2 separate regions of the Sus scrofa genome follow, and region 2 is linked to region 1. Evidence: chromatin contacts called from public Hi-C data. All regions are on one chromosome and are shown on one strand. The core of a region is the stretch at or near the end of the contact, and the rest is flanking DNA. Distances in the headings are between cores, read along the strand shown.

Region 1 (7,307 bases), core at 2,461-4,960:
AGCATGTCTGTATCATGAGGTAATTGCTACGCTGCTCTGCACAGATCAGAACTGGAACGGAGCTGGGCCGGCTCTGGTCTCCATCGTTCAATAGGATTGAGAGAATGGGGAGAGTTCAGAGCAAAAGGTGGATAGTCATTTAGTGACCAGCAAAGAAGGGCTGAAGACCTGGGATTACTTAGCCTGGAGAGAAGAGGCCTCAGGGTCACTTAAGAAGCATCAGAAGAGCCACTGCACGGGGGATGCTGGCTGTTTTTTTCTCTTTTGCCAAGAACACAAAAAGAATGAGCTTATTAAAGTTAAACAAAAGGAAGAAGGTCCTGACCCCAAGGGTTGTTTGACACCCGATAGGATGGGAGATTTCTTTCCTGAGGACTTTACAAAGATCAGTGTTCTTTCGAATGGAATGGATTCACTGGGCTCTTCTTGAAAAGCTAAGGGATAGAAGGTTCTCAGTCTCTTTTCTGTCATGACCCAGCTGATGGATGACGTCCACCGTGGGACATGTTTCCAGAGGATTCTGATGTTTTGCACAACTCCCAGGATGCTCCTGACAGCCGCATTCTTTTCCTTCCTCTCAAGGAATATCAGAGAGTTCCCACTGTGGCTCAGCAGGTTAAGAACCTGACTGGTATCCATGAGGATGCAGGTTTGATTCCTGGCCTTGCTCAGTGGGTTAAAGATCCAGCTTTGCCATGAGCTGTGATGTAGTTCTCAGACACGGCTCAGATCCGACGTTGCTGTGGCTGTGGTGTAGGCCTGCAGCTGCAGCTCTGATTTGACCCCTAGCCTGGGAACTCCCATATGCTGCAGGTATGGCCCTTAAAGAAAAAAAAAAAAAATGAACTCTTGCCTGCAAAAATAACTTGTGACATGACTGTTCAACATTAATTTAACAAACGGTTATTGAGAAAGATGCTTGTGTGTACTGGGCGGGGGATGTCCAAGGCTTAATCATCATGCAACTATCGTCAGTGCAATACATGCTATTATGTTGGAAATGTGACCTGCTGTGAGACTGTGGGGAAGGGCTGATTAGCCCAGACTTGGAGGCCCAGGAAGGCCTCCAAAGGAAGGCAGGTACATGCTGAGGTCCACAGGATGAGTAGAAGAAAGTCGGTCAATAGAGAAGGAAAGGCGAGAAAGCAGGAGAGCTGTGAGCATGTGAAGGCTTGAAGGCTAGAAGCATCTGGAGGAATAGAGAACTGGGGCTGATGGGAATGGGTAATGACAGGAGACAAGGCTGGTATGCAGGAGGCAGGACACCTGGGGTCCCATTTGCCATGTTTTTTTATTTTTTGTCTTCCCCCCGCCCCCCCAGGGCTGCCCCTGTGGCATACAGAAGTTCCCAGGCTAGGGGTCAAATCTGAGTTGCAGCTGTTGGCTTATACCACAGTCACAGTCACAGCAACGCCAAATCCAAGCTGCATCTTCGACCTACACCACAGCTCATGGCAACACTGGATCCTTAACCCACTGAGCAAGGCCAGGGATCAAGCCTGTGTCTTCATGGGTTCTAGTCAGGTTCCTTACCATTGAGCCACAATGGGAACTCCCCATCTGCCATGTTGAGAACCTTGAGTTCTATCCTGGGAGCTCAGTGGGGCCAGAGGACTGTGTTGAGCAGAGGAAGTATATGATTAAGATTCCATTTCAGAAAGATCACTCTGGCTGTCATGCAGAAAATTGATTAGAGAAGCTTTGAAATTAATCTGGCCTGGATTTGAATCAATGTTCTATGTTATTAGCCATAAGATTTTCAACAAATTCATCTCTGAATCTCAGTTTCCTCGTCTGTAAAAGAGACATCCTATCTGGCAGGGTGGCTCTGAGGACAAACTTAAATAGTGTATCTTACAGATGGCCAATGGGTACATGAAAAGATGCTCAACATCGCTAATTATTAGATAAAAGCAAATCAAAACTACAATGAGGTACCACCTCACACCAGTCAGAGTGGCCATCATTAAAAAGTCTACAAATAACAAATGCTGGAGGGTGTGCAGAGAAAAGGGAGTGCTTCTACACTGTTGTTTGGAAAGTAAGTTGGTGCAGCCCTTATGGAAAATAATATGGCATTTCTTCAAAAAACTAGAGATAGAACTACCATATGATCCAACAATCCCACTCCTGGGCATATATCTGGAAAAAAAACATAAGTCAAAAAGATACATGCACTTGTATGTTCATAGCAGCATTATTCACAATAGCCAAGACATGGAAACAACCTAAATGTCTACTGACAGATAAATGGATTATGAAGATGTGGTACATATGCATACAAGGGAATACTACTCAGCCATAAAAAAGAAAGGAATAATGCCATTTGCAGCAACATGGATGAACTAGAGATTCTCATACTAAGTGAAGTAAGAAAGAGAAAGACAAATACCATATGATATCATTTATATGTGGAACTTAAAATATGACACAAATAAACTTATCTACAAAGCAGAAACAGATTCATGACATAGAGACTTGTGGTTACCAATGGGGAGGGAAGTGGGGGAGGGATAGAGTGGGATTTTGAGGTTAACAGATGCAAACTAGTATATATAGGATGGATAAACAACAAGATCCTACTGTATAGCACAGGGAATGATATTTAATATTTTGTGATAAACCATAGTGGAAAAGCATATTTACACCAGAAATCAACACAACATTATAATCAACCATACTTCAATAAAATAAACACATAAATAAATGAAAACAAATGGTATGTAAAAAATTTATCTGATCCTCTGATATGGGTTCTCAACAAACACTGTTTCCCTTCTCTACAAATTCATAATCCATGAGCAAATGATAAAGGCACTTGACATAGTACAGAATCAAACACTTTTTTCATTTGGGAGGGAATGCCACATGGGTCATTTTGACAATCCTCTGAAGACTATAGAGACCAGACTAGATTTTTCTACAGCCCTTTAATCATCCTTGTGGTTCTTTGTAGAGCCCTCTCCAATTTTTCAAAATTCCTCTTCCATTGTGGAGACCACAGCTAGATTAGTCACCGGAGAGAATTCATGATAATTAGATCAACATAGCAGAGTCACTTATGCTGCTGTCTCAGCCCTGTAAACCCAGTCAGCTGGTCCCCATCGACCAATAGGTTGTGTTCCAGGAGTGCATTAGTAAGTTGGTTGTTTGGAACACGGAAAGCCTTTCCCCACAGAAACAGAATTATAGATGGTGGCTTGTTTCCCAGGCCAGGGCATAGAAAATCTATTTAATGCACATGCAGCTGAACCCGAGCCTGGCAATGATGGTCCTTCAAGCCTTTGACTTGCCAAAGGCCCAGTGGGACTCCCAGTCCCATAGAAGCCCCAGGACCTCTGAACCGTGGGCTTGCAACCCTGGGCCCTCTGAGCAAGGTTAGAAGTGGGTTGACAGCTTTTAGAGAGACCATAATTTGCAGCATAATTGCAGAGAACACTTCTTTGAACTAGACCTTTACTTGCAGTTGGGCCCATTATTGTCTAAGCAAGCAATCAAGAGCTACATTACAATAAATACCCCTACAGTATACCTAAATCTACCTAAAGTATCTTTAATCCTCACGATGATCTTGTAAGAAAAATATTCTTCTTCTTCTTCCTGTTGGCCGGTGTCTTGGGAAGATTTTACATGGCCCAGGAACAGGTAGGTAGAAGGTAATGGGGGTGATGTGGGAGCCTGGGCATTTGCCGGGCAGCGCTGAGAGCTTTTTCACTGCACAACACTGCCTCCCAGTGGCGTGTGCGTGATACATACCCTAACATCACTAAATCAACAGTAACAAGTTCCTCATTCATACACCCAACAAAGAATCTTTGAGTGCTTCCAACGAGTGAGGACTTGGGAAGGCCAAATCAAATTAGACTTGGTGCATTCGTAGAGTAGTTGAGAAAAGGAACAAGTAAATCAAGGACTGAAATCAATGAGACAAGAATATGATCAAATTACAAAAAAAAAAAGAGGACACAGAAACCCAGAAGGAGAGAGAGATTAATCACACTAGGGTGGTGGTGATAAGCAAGGGAGGCTTTCTGGAGAGGGTGAGATGAGCCAAGTTTTAAAAGATGGGTTGGCATTAAATATATATATTTATATACTTATATATAAATATACCAGATCCGAGCCATGTCTGTGACCTGCACACACAACTCATGGCAACACCAGATCCACAACCCTCCAAGCAGGGCCAGGGATTGAATCCACATTCTCATGGATACTAGTCAGGTTTGTTACTGGTGAGCCACACCTGGAACTCCCAAATCTATATGATTTAAGATGTTCTAGGAAATTCCCGTCATGGCTCAGTGGTTAACGAATCCGACTAGGAACCATGAGGTTCAATCACTGGCCTCGCTCAGTGGGTTAAGGATCCGGTGTTGCTGTGAGCTGTGGTGTAGGTTGCAGACGCGGCTCGGATCCCGTGTTGCTGTGGCTGTGGCATAGGCTGGTGGCTACAGCTCGGATTCGACCCCTAGCCTGGGAACCTCCATATGCCATGGGAGCGGCCCAAGAAATGGCAAAAAGACCAAAAAAAAAAAAAAAAAAAAAAAAGTGTTCGATTCAGAAAGAATAGCATGTTTAAACACATATGGACACTAAACATATCAAAAATATGTTAAGGTTTTCTTTGACCCATCCGTTTTTGTGATACGTCAACACCACAAAAAGATGGAGAAGCTGATAATTTACGTTGTGGGATAGTAGATGAGTGAAAATAGTATTTATCATTAACTTTAATTTGCCTTTCATAATGATGTTTTTAGATGCTTTCTATATTTAAATATATACATTTGGGATTTTTTTCTGTGATGTACAAAATCTTTTATTGATTTCCCTGTTGGCTATTTTGGCCATTCAAAAATTAATTTTGTAAGGAAACAAAAACAGTAATTTGAAAAGACACTTGCACCTATGTACATTGTAGCATTATTGACAATAGTCAAGATATTGACAAACCCAAGAGTCCATCAGTGGAGGAATGGATAAAGAAATTGTGATATACACACAGACACACACACACTGGAAAATTAAAAATCATAAAAAAAAGAAGGAAATCTTGTCCCTTGTGACAACATGGATGTAATTTGTTAAGTCAAGTGAAACAGAGAAAAGGACTGGATGATCTCACTTATATGTGGAGTCTAAAACAAAAACAAAAATAACAAAAATAAAAACACCCTGAACTCACAGACACAGAGAACAGCTTTGCGGTGCCTGACAGGGGGGTAGAGTGGGGGATGGGGTGGGGGGTGGAGTGGGAGTGGGCAAAATGGGTGAATGTGGTCAAAAGGTACAGAGTTCCAGTTATAAACCGAGTCATGGGGAGATAACATGCCGCATAGTGACTATGGTTAATGATGCTGGGTCCTATGCTTGAACGGTGCTGAAAGAATAGATCTTAAAAAGTTATCAGAAGAAAAAAAAAATCTGTGTCTATGTGTGGTGACGGATATTAACGAGACTTGTTGTGATCATTTTGCAAAATACTGAGTCATTATGTTGTACGCCTTCCACTAATATATGTCAATTTAAAAAATTGATTTGGGAGTTCCCATCATGGCTCAACAGCTAACGAACCCGATTAGCACACATGAGGATGCGGGTTTGATCCCTGGTCTCACTCAGTGGGTTAAGGATCCAGTGTAGCTGTGAGCTGTGGTGTAGGCTGCAGATATGGCTTGGATCCCGAGTTGCTGTGACTGTCATAGGCTGGTGGCTACAACTCCAATTGGACCCCTAACCTGGGAACCTTCATGTGCCGTGGGTGCGGCCCTAAAAAGACACACACACACAAAAATTCCATAAAAAATTGATTTGTAAGAGCTCCTCATTCATTATATGATGACTTATCTTTTAAAAATTATTATTATTGTTATTTTGTCTTTTTAGGGCCTTGCCTGTGGCATATGGAGGTTCCCAGGCTAGGGGTCTAATCAGAGCTGTAGCTCCCAGCCTACACCACAGCCACAGCAACACAGGATCTGAGCAGAGTCTGCAACCTACACCACAGCTCACAGCAATGCCGGATCCTTAACCCACTAACGGCAGGGATCAAACCCACATCCTCATGGATACTGGTCAGCTTCGTTACTTCTGAGCCATAACAGGAACTCCCGGTTTTCTGATTTTTTAAAAAAGCCTTCTGCTAAAAAACTATCCCAGATCAGATTACTTTTTAAAAATTAGGTTCTCTTTGTACCTCCAAATCCTCGATTCGGCTGAAATTTGGTCCAGTTGGGTGTAAGGAGTCTGGTAGCGCTGCAATTATGCTTCCAAGCCTCCCTTGAAGCTTTTCATCCTCAAGGCTGGGGGCCAGGGACCAGGGGGTCTCAGCAGGTGAACCTGGGGCAGAGATGGGCTTCCGTGGTGTGGAAGGAGTCTACGAAACCTGGGGCCACCGCTTGGGCTGCAGCTGGGACCATGGTTTCTGTTCCCACTGGCAGGATGCAGCAGAGAGCAGCGTGGACAGAACCAAGTCCAAGCTGCCTGGTGCTCCTTCCCCATGCCCCTCCCAGGCCCCCACCTCTGCCTTCATCTCCTTGAATGGAAAAACCTGGTTCTGGATTAGAGGGTCCTTGATGCAGGCAGCAACAGACCTACCTTGGGAGAGTGAGCGCAGAAGGAAATAACAGCCAACCACACACACACACACACACACACACACACACACACACCACGAAACGAAAGAAAATAAACAAAACAAAATTTCCGAAGCACAAGAAACAAACTAGCATTAAGAAAACCAACCCACTAAACAGAAGGTAATTTAACTACGAATAAAGAACCCCTGGCAGCCTCCCCACCAGAATCTCCTTTCAGTCCATCAGGACTAATCTCATTAGGCCTTTAGCTGTGCTCAGGCACTGCCTGCACTTCCAGGTCCCTCCTCCGCTCCTTCCCTCCTCAATTGCACATGGCATCACACCTCCCTTACCTTGTGGGCATCTCCCATCCCTCCTCAACCCCTGAAAGCCTTACCTCCAGCCCTTGGCCATTAGCTACCCCCCTGCACCCTCTACCTGGTTCTGAAAGCCCCCCCACCACACCCCAGCTTCTCACGCTAAACTAGAGGAGTCCCTTCCCTGAGGTCACTGCTCCCCCTGTCGGCCTCTTCCCAACCCCTGCACCGGGTACCAGGAACCGCTGAGCTTGGGGCTGTCCTCCATTCCCCTCGTCCTCCCTGGGTGCCCCAGGCTCTCCCCATGTCATCAGCTGTGTCACTCTCCAGCCACAACACCTTATCGCTGCACCATCAACTGACCCAGGGTGACTCCCTTCCTGGTTCAGTAACTGCAGCTTCTAGCTCA
Region 2 (7,307 bases), core at 3,446-5,945, 130 kb before region 1:
CACAGCTTTTACAAACATTACTTTTAACAGACTTTAAAGACTACTATGACATAATATTCTTTCTACAGTTTGCAATTCATAAACCCTTCTACAATCCTGTAAAAAACAAAAAAGGAAATGAACACTAATGCTAAGAAAGTCTTTTTTGTTTAGAAAACAAGGCATAGATGTAAATTAGCTTGAGATATGAAAGAATATAAAAAAACTAAGTGAGGGGTTTGTTCTGTTTTCCTTTAGATGGCTTTCATTATTATTATGTAAACACGGTCCAATTATTTCATTAGGAGAAAAGATCCTGATTTGATGCTCATTTCATGATTTACTGCAATAAAAGACCACCACCTTAAAGCAACTGACTTATTTTCTCTCTCCTATTCTCTTAATTTAAAATTGATAGAGCATATAATAACATAAATTACCAAACAAAACTATAAACACAAAATACTGAAGAGCTAGTAATTTCTTAAATAGCAGTCCTGCCATGAAAATTGCGAAGCATAAATTATGCTTTTAAATATAATTTCAATCACGACACAATAATGATTAAAATATCAAATAAGGACACACCGTGAATTTCAGAAAACTAATCTTCTAGAAAAATTAAAGAGACCCCCTCCTCTTTTTTTTTTTTTTTTTGGTACCCAACATCCTAATGACTACTTAAAAGCATCCCCCTTAAACCCAATACAACACAAAATTTTTTCTGGGAACTCCAAGCTGTCAACTTGTGGGTCACATTTCAACATGATGTGATCTGAAACTGCAAAGGTAGTGAATCCTTAAGTATAGGGTGTGTAATGAAAGCACTGTTCATAGATCCTCGCTTCTGAGGTCTGCAAAGCTTTAATAAGACATAACTAAAGATTAAGCCAACTAAGCAGCAATGTCCCTTCGGGCGCTCTCACACCACAGCCCACGTCCCCTCTCAGCCTGGCAATTTCGGTTTCTAAGAAAATGCTCCTCTAACACTGAGCGCAAGTTATTTAAATTATACTGAACCAATAAAGGGTTAAAAATCAATCAGAGCTAAACTATCTAAAAAATACTAAATTTGTAATTGGTGAGCTTCTTTTCTATCCTCTGCTTCAGTATCGTGACATCTAAAAGTAAAAGAAGTCCTCTGTTAAGACTGAAATTCCCAGGAGGAAGAAGGCTCACATCCAGTCAGAGCACACAATGGAATCACAGCTGACGATGCACATCTTTCTCTAGATCTCTCCATATGCTTGAGTCCCCCCACCCCCCACCCCAGCCAGGCATTAGGGGACTTACTACTCAGAACCACCAAGAATCTGAGAACACTCTCAAGGACTGTTATAGAAAATGAGTAAAATAATGTGTCTCGAGCATACAGAAGGCACAGGTCTGAGTGGCCATCAGTAACTAAATTAACTAATGATGGGTGGTTTTGAATGATGTCAAATTTTGAATGTTGTTTAATTTATAATATTCCCTATTTCTGGAAGCTAAATGTTTGTTTTATCTTCACAGTTTTTACTGTTTTATAATACCTCAAGGGCTACAGCAAAAGACAATTCATTTTTGTCTATGTGAACCCTCAAAATTATACTGGTTTGGGAATTCACACTATTAATTTGAAAATGGTCTGTTACAACAGAACACATTTGTAGGGTGTAGTAAGACCTGTTCCCTAAAACGCCAGTGCTCCTCAATTCTTTCTTAGTAACCCTATCATGAAAAGCTTGGGAAAACAGTATACATAAATAGCATACACACAAAATGCCTCCCCAAAAAAACCCTTTGAACATTAAATTCATGGGACACATCACAAAACGAACAGATGCATTCTCAATACTCATTCTTTGAACTCCCAAAGGTTCTACAAATTCCAGTTGTGAAAAAGGAGCCTTGCTGTTGTCAATGTGCACTAACCTCACCAACAAAGAACAGGAGCGCGGGCGCACACACTCTCTCTCTCTCTCTCTCTCTCTCTCTCTCTCTCACACACACACACACACACACACACACACACAGAAAGCAACGCAGCAGCTGCTGTCTTTTTAAAAGACTGCTATTTCTGCGGAGCAACCTGTGATCTTTACAAAGAATGGAAGACCTATCTTCCCTATTCTAAGAAGTCAGGAGTTGACAAAGTCACTAGACGTACCCAGCAAACAGCGTAAAACAACCAAAGGTGTCTCCTAACCTTGCAAAAACCAGAAGTGCACACACACACTATACCTACCACTTTGTAGTGTTTAAGCAAACTAATTTTTATCAATCTTTTGTGTGGGAGTAATCTGGCAAACTACACACTTTTTTCCTGTAGACAAATATTTTTGACTAGCTTTGCTCATTAAATAACAAAGCTTAAGATTTCAGTGAAGCTCTGGTTCCCACTTCATTTTGTTTACTCAAGAAAGAGCAAAAAAACAAAAACCAAGAAATGCGCACCATATACTACAACTTTTTTATAATGTCATCCCAAATGCCAAACTTTCAAGTACACGTTGGAAATTGGCGCCCTAATTAAACAAGGAACCAGTAAAGCCATGACAAACAATGATGCTTTACACTCCCCATAATCAACTGACGTGAGCCTTTCCTGATGCCTTCGTTTTCAGAGAACCCTTTCAAATTTCATGGTCCCCACGCTGGAGTAGCTGAGAGAAACTGAGGTAGAGGTAAACGGACAACTCCGAAGATCCTCGGCACGGAAACCGGGCGCTAAGGTCCAGACCGCGATCACTACAATATTTGCCATTTTAGAAATGGGCCTCGGAGGGTTGCTGCCACATCGTAAGTAGCTTTCCACTTCGTCTTGTCTAAGACATCTCTGCTGTACCAGAGAAACACAGTGCTTCGTGCAAACTACGTGCCTCCCCCGGTCAGAGCCCCTGTAAATGACACTACCCTACAGATCAAGGAGCTGGTGACTTCGGATGGACAAGAGTGGATAGCTCTTGGCGTCTCCATGACTCCCCCGCCCAGCCTGCAACTCCGCTCTAACTGGTCGGGGAGAAGCCCCGCCCCCTTCCTTCCTCTGGTGCTCACGATTGGCTTACCGACACCCGGCAGGTCAGTTCCCCGCCTTCGATTGGCTCATTGCCCCATCAGTCACACGCAGCGAGAATCGGGTCGGTGGGAGGGGAAGGCGTTGGAATAGGTGGAGTGGGAGTGGGATTAGAGGACGAGGTGGCGGAGGAGGGTGCTCAGGCTCGGTCCCCGGTTTGGGAAAGTTTCCCCTATCAGTGACAGACCCGGACGGCGTAAGGCCCAGTCCAGGTCCGAGCGGGTGCCAGGAGCTCAGGTCCCCGATTCCCGCCCCTCGGTCCCGCAGGCCCCGGAAACCACTAGGGGGAGGGGGAAGAGGGAGGGACCAGCTAACCAGGGACCGACCCACCCCCGATCTCGAAGAGGCGCCTCCGGGACTCCCCGGAGGGGTGGGGGGCGGGGAGCTCCAGCGCGCAGCGACGACCCTGGCCACCTCCCCCAGGAGCCCCCAGAGGCCCGAGACAGAAGTGTCCCCGGGTCCGGGGCGTGACCGTCGCGAGCCGGCCGGGAGGGCCCCTCCCGCTTCCCGCCTGGGCCCTGAGGGCCTGTCCCTTCAGGGGCGGGGAGAAGGGGAAGAGAAAAGGGGGCGCTGGAGAGCCAACCCGGAACCTCCCGGACCGCCTCCCGCCCCCAGCCCCGGCCCCTGCGCGCCTCCGGCACACACGCCCGCACCCAGAAAGTTAAGTCAGAGGCGAGCCCGGCTCGGCGCCGCCGCGGTCCGGCCCCCGGCTCCCCGCCCCCACCGCAGCCCGGCCTGCTCGGCCAGAGCGCGCCGCCCGCCCCGCCCGCCGCAGCTCCTTCCCGTCCGCCTGAGGCGCGCGTTGCCCCTCGGCCCCCGCCCCCGGCGCTGACACTGGCCGGGCCCGGCCGCCGGGCCGCGGATCCCATCCTCCCGGCGTCTCACCCCGCCGGCCGCCCCTGACGCGACGCTTCACCTTCACACACCCCCGAGCACTTCCCCAGTCCTGCCTCCCCTCGCCCAGCTCCCACCCCGCGCTGCAGTCGCCCCGTGTTTCCATGAAAGAATGCACCTTCTCGGGCTTCACCTTCCCGTCTCTGTCTGGCATTCCCCGAGGGCGCAGGAGCCGCGGTCCTCGCCGACCCCGCACCGGGCAGGGCGGCGGGCGCCTGGCTCCGCTGGAGGGGGCCGCACCCGCGCACCCGGCCTCCCCGCTGTGCCTGGGCTCTCACCTCTCGCCGGCGCCGCCGGCTGCAGCCTCCGCCCGCCTCGCGCTCCGGGACTCGTCTCCCAAGCTCTCGCAAAGCGCTGGAGTGCCTCCTTTCTCTCCCAGGGACTCCGCGTCTCCCCGCCGCTTCCCGCCCTCCCCACCCCCCAAGCCCCAACTCCCCAGCTTCGCGGTGCCTCCGGGATGCAACTCCCGTCGTCCGCGAACCAAGGCAGCGGTCCCCGCACACAAAACAGCCCTCTCGGCCGCGCACGGCTCCGCACGGCTCAGCCCGGCTCCGCGCAGGAAGGGCAGTCGCAGCCGGGGGTGGGGACGCGGCGCCCCCCGCCCGCCGCCCGCCTCCCTCCCGCCCTCGCGGCCCCCAGGGAAGGCGCGGTTACCGGCTCGGGTCGGTCACGCCGTCAGGTGCCGGCTGCCGTCGGCGCTGACCTTCGCTGCCGAAGCTGTGGCTGAGGCTGCGGCCGCCATGTTCCCGTGTTAATAACTGCTGCCTGGTTGTTTATTTCAATGGAGATCCTCCCCCAACTCCCTCCTCCTCCTCCTCCTCCTCCGCGTCTCCGCACTTGCCGAAAGACACAGACCGCGCGAGCTCGCGAGCAGGGGAGGGGGCTCGGGAGCCAGGCCGTCCCTCCCTCCTCCTCCCTGGCCGTGGCCGCAGCAAGTCCTGTCACTGGGGAAAGGATGGGGCGGAAACTTGCCTCCCGCGCCCCCGGGGAAGGGGCAAAGGTGGACGGAGGGTTCTCCTGGGGGCAGACCCTGGCCGCGGAGTCCGCAGCATCTCCGTCGGCGGAGTCCTCTGAGAAGGCGACCCCGAGGAGAGGTGAAGAGTGAGGAGAGAAGGGAGAGAGGACAAAATGGGACTGTGGTGGTAAAGGGAGGGTGGCCTATGGGTGACTGGAAGTGAAGGGAGAGTAAACAGATGACTCCATGGGAGGGCAAAGGGCAGTGCCAAAAAGGAAAGAGAACGGATGGGACAGGCCGGGGCTGCAGAGTGGAGGCAGTGGGATCTTGAGGCTGCAGACAGCGGAGAAGATGCCCCCGCGCGAAGATCGTGGAGAGCCCAGTACCAGGCTCGCCCGGATGGAAGCCTCCCGCCCGTGCTCCGGCCGGGCCCCTGTGCCAGCAGCCTGCACCCTAGGGCGCACCTCGCACGCACCGCGTCTCCTGCTGCGCCCTAGAGGAGCCTTCCTCCATCAGTTCTCCCTTGGTTCCCAAGAGAGCAGGCTTCTCCCGCTGAAGCCTTATCTCAAGAGGGGGTGGAGGGGTGCGACGGTGTGGGGCGAGCTTAAAAGGATGCCACCCAGCAACTGCATGATAAAGCAAAAGTACACACAGTGCACAGGCTGACCTCGTTGAGCATTTTCCTCGCGACCTGAAACAAAAGTTTTTTACTGCAAAGTCCACTTTTTAGACATCAGAAAGTGATGCTGGGGGGATGCAGAAGAGTTGCGCTGAAAATTCCAGGAGAACCCACATTCAAATATTATTTGAATCAGTTTTATGCCTTGGAAAAAGCAAGTTCTTCTCAACCTAGATACAATTAGTCGGAAAAAATGAGCAACATTTGTTTTACAAATTTCCTTATTTTTAACCTTAAAATAGACAGGTCACTTGCCATTGACAATAATAGTGTTTATTGAACACTTACTTTGTGTATGACACTACGCTGAGTGATTCTCAAGCCTTTTATAAAGTAATTACTATTTTTAGCCTTCACCCAAAAAAAAAAAAGAAAGAAAGAAAGAAAACTGAAGCAAAGAAGTAATTTGCCTGGGGTCATACAGCCATTAAGCTGGAGAGATTTGAGCCCAGTTCTGGCAGACTCCAAAACTCACACTCTTAATGGTCTCTTCAACCTCAAATTTGTGGGAATACCACCAATTTTATTTTGGGAAAGAAAAATATATATGTCTATGTGTGATGAGTGTGTTTGTCCACAGAAAATATTTAGAAGGCTATAACAAATTGTTAGCACTGGGGGTTAAGAGTGGGTGTATAATGGACTATTTCCACTTCTATGCACTAAGCTATAGTGTTTGAAATGTTTGCCTTCACCATGTATTAATTTAGTATTTTTTATAGATTTTAATTACCTGGCTTAACCAGAAAATTAGGTTTCCTAGAAACCTAAAGCCCTCCAACAAACTGGGGGAAGAAATGGGAAATAGAGGGTTTTTTAATGGCCTGTATTCTTCCACAAACACTTGTCCTTAGTATTCCTACAAACATGAGGTCTGTCACATTGCTGGACTCTAATTTCCTCTCCTGTCCACACCCCCAACTCTTGAGTTGTGATAAAGAAAAGATTCTCCTAGATGTTTATCCCTTCCTTTTTTGGCAGAAGTTCAGAGTCCATCAATCCTCCGCAACAGTAGATTTCACGCTTTCAAAAACAATCCATGATATCCGTGCAAACAAATGACTCCCCATTGCATTTCCATATTACTCCATAAAATTTACTCAAGATACACAACTTTCTACAAAAATAAAACAAAAAAATATAACAGCATAGAATAATGAGTTCCATCCCCAACTACTAATCAGTTGCCTCCAACCTCAAGGAATCCTGTCACTTCTGTTCTCTAGTAGCCTCTGGGCTCCCTCGGCACTCCATGCCACAGTTATAACGATATTCTGTCTTACACTGGAGTTGTTCATTTATTTGTCTTTCTCTTCCAGTAGATTGTAAGCTGCTCAGGCCAGAACCACATCTTGTTCTCGTTTTTACATGCTATAGCTCCTAACAAGATCTCACATAATGTTTGCTATTTAACTGAATCTGTAAAATGTAAATAGTATCTAATCCAACCTTCATTTCCATCTCCCCATCTCACCCTGTCTCTTAAGACATTTATTAAAAATGTTTTCATTATTTCGAAAGAACTTAGATTTCTATAAGACTGCAGAAGAATTAAAATTGTTTAGGAAAACTAGCTGTAATTATTAATGAATTATCATATGACAACGTAAAAGAAAGAAAAGTAAATAAGTTGACTTAATGCAGTCAAAGAAAAATTAAAACAAAAATATAGGAACTCGCTGTATTACCAACAGAGGACAACCCAATAAGGAAAAGATGTGGGTGCAAAACATAAAGGGGAAGGA

The links. A called contact is a pair of places that touch in the nucleus more often than the background predicts.
Region 2: a Hi-C map of embryonic fibroblasts shows a contact between it and region 1, with 3 times the contacts expected there. The contact joins the promoter of NCOA2 here to the enhancer-like site in region 1. A contact is called at or near these places in 1 of 5 promoter capture datasets (liver), 9 of 47 Hi-C or Micro-C datasets (alveolar macrophages, brain, embryonic fibroblasts and 4 more) and 2 of 2 datasets of contacts at active chromatin or transcription factors (alveolar macrophages and skeletal muscle).

What each region holds. Positions count from the first base shown.
Region 1 is chr4:64,823,419-64,830,725 of Sscrofa11.1, reverse strand. No RefSeq gene overlaps it. Among named protein-coding and RNA genes, the nearest start is that of TRAM1, 58 kb to the right of the region's middle. Within about 2 kb of position 3,710, at least 5 of the 83 cell types and tissues checked have an H3K27ac peak or open chromatin away from gene starts, as enhancers often do. A contact at or near this core is called in embryonic fibroblasts, where this site is marked.
Region 2 is chr4:64,951,649-64,958,955 of Sscrofa11.1, reverse strand. It overlaps NCOA2 (nuclear receptor coactivator 2), which reads right to left and starts at 4,695. Exons shown (of 23, transcript NM_001114275.1): 1 at 4,583-4,695.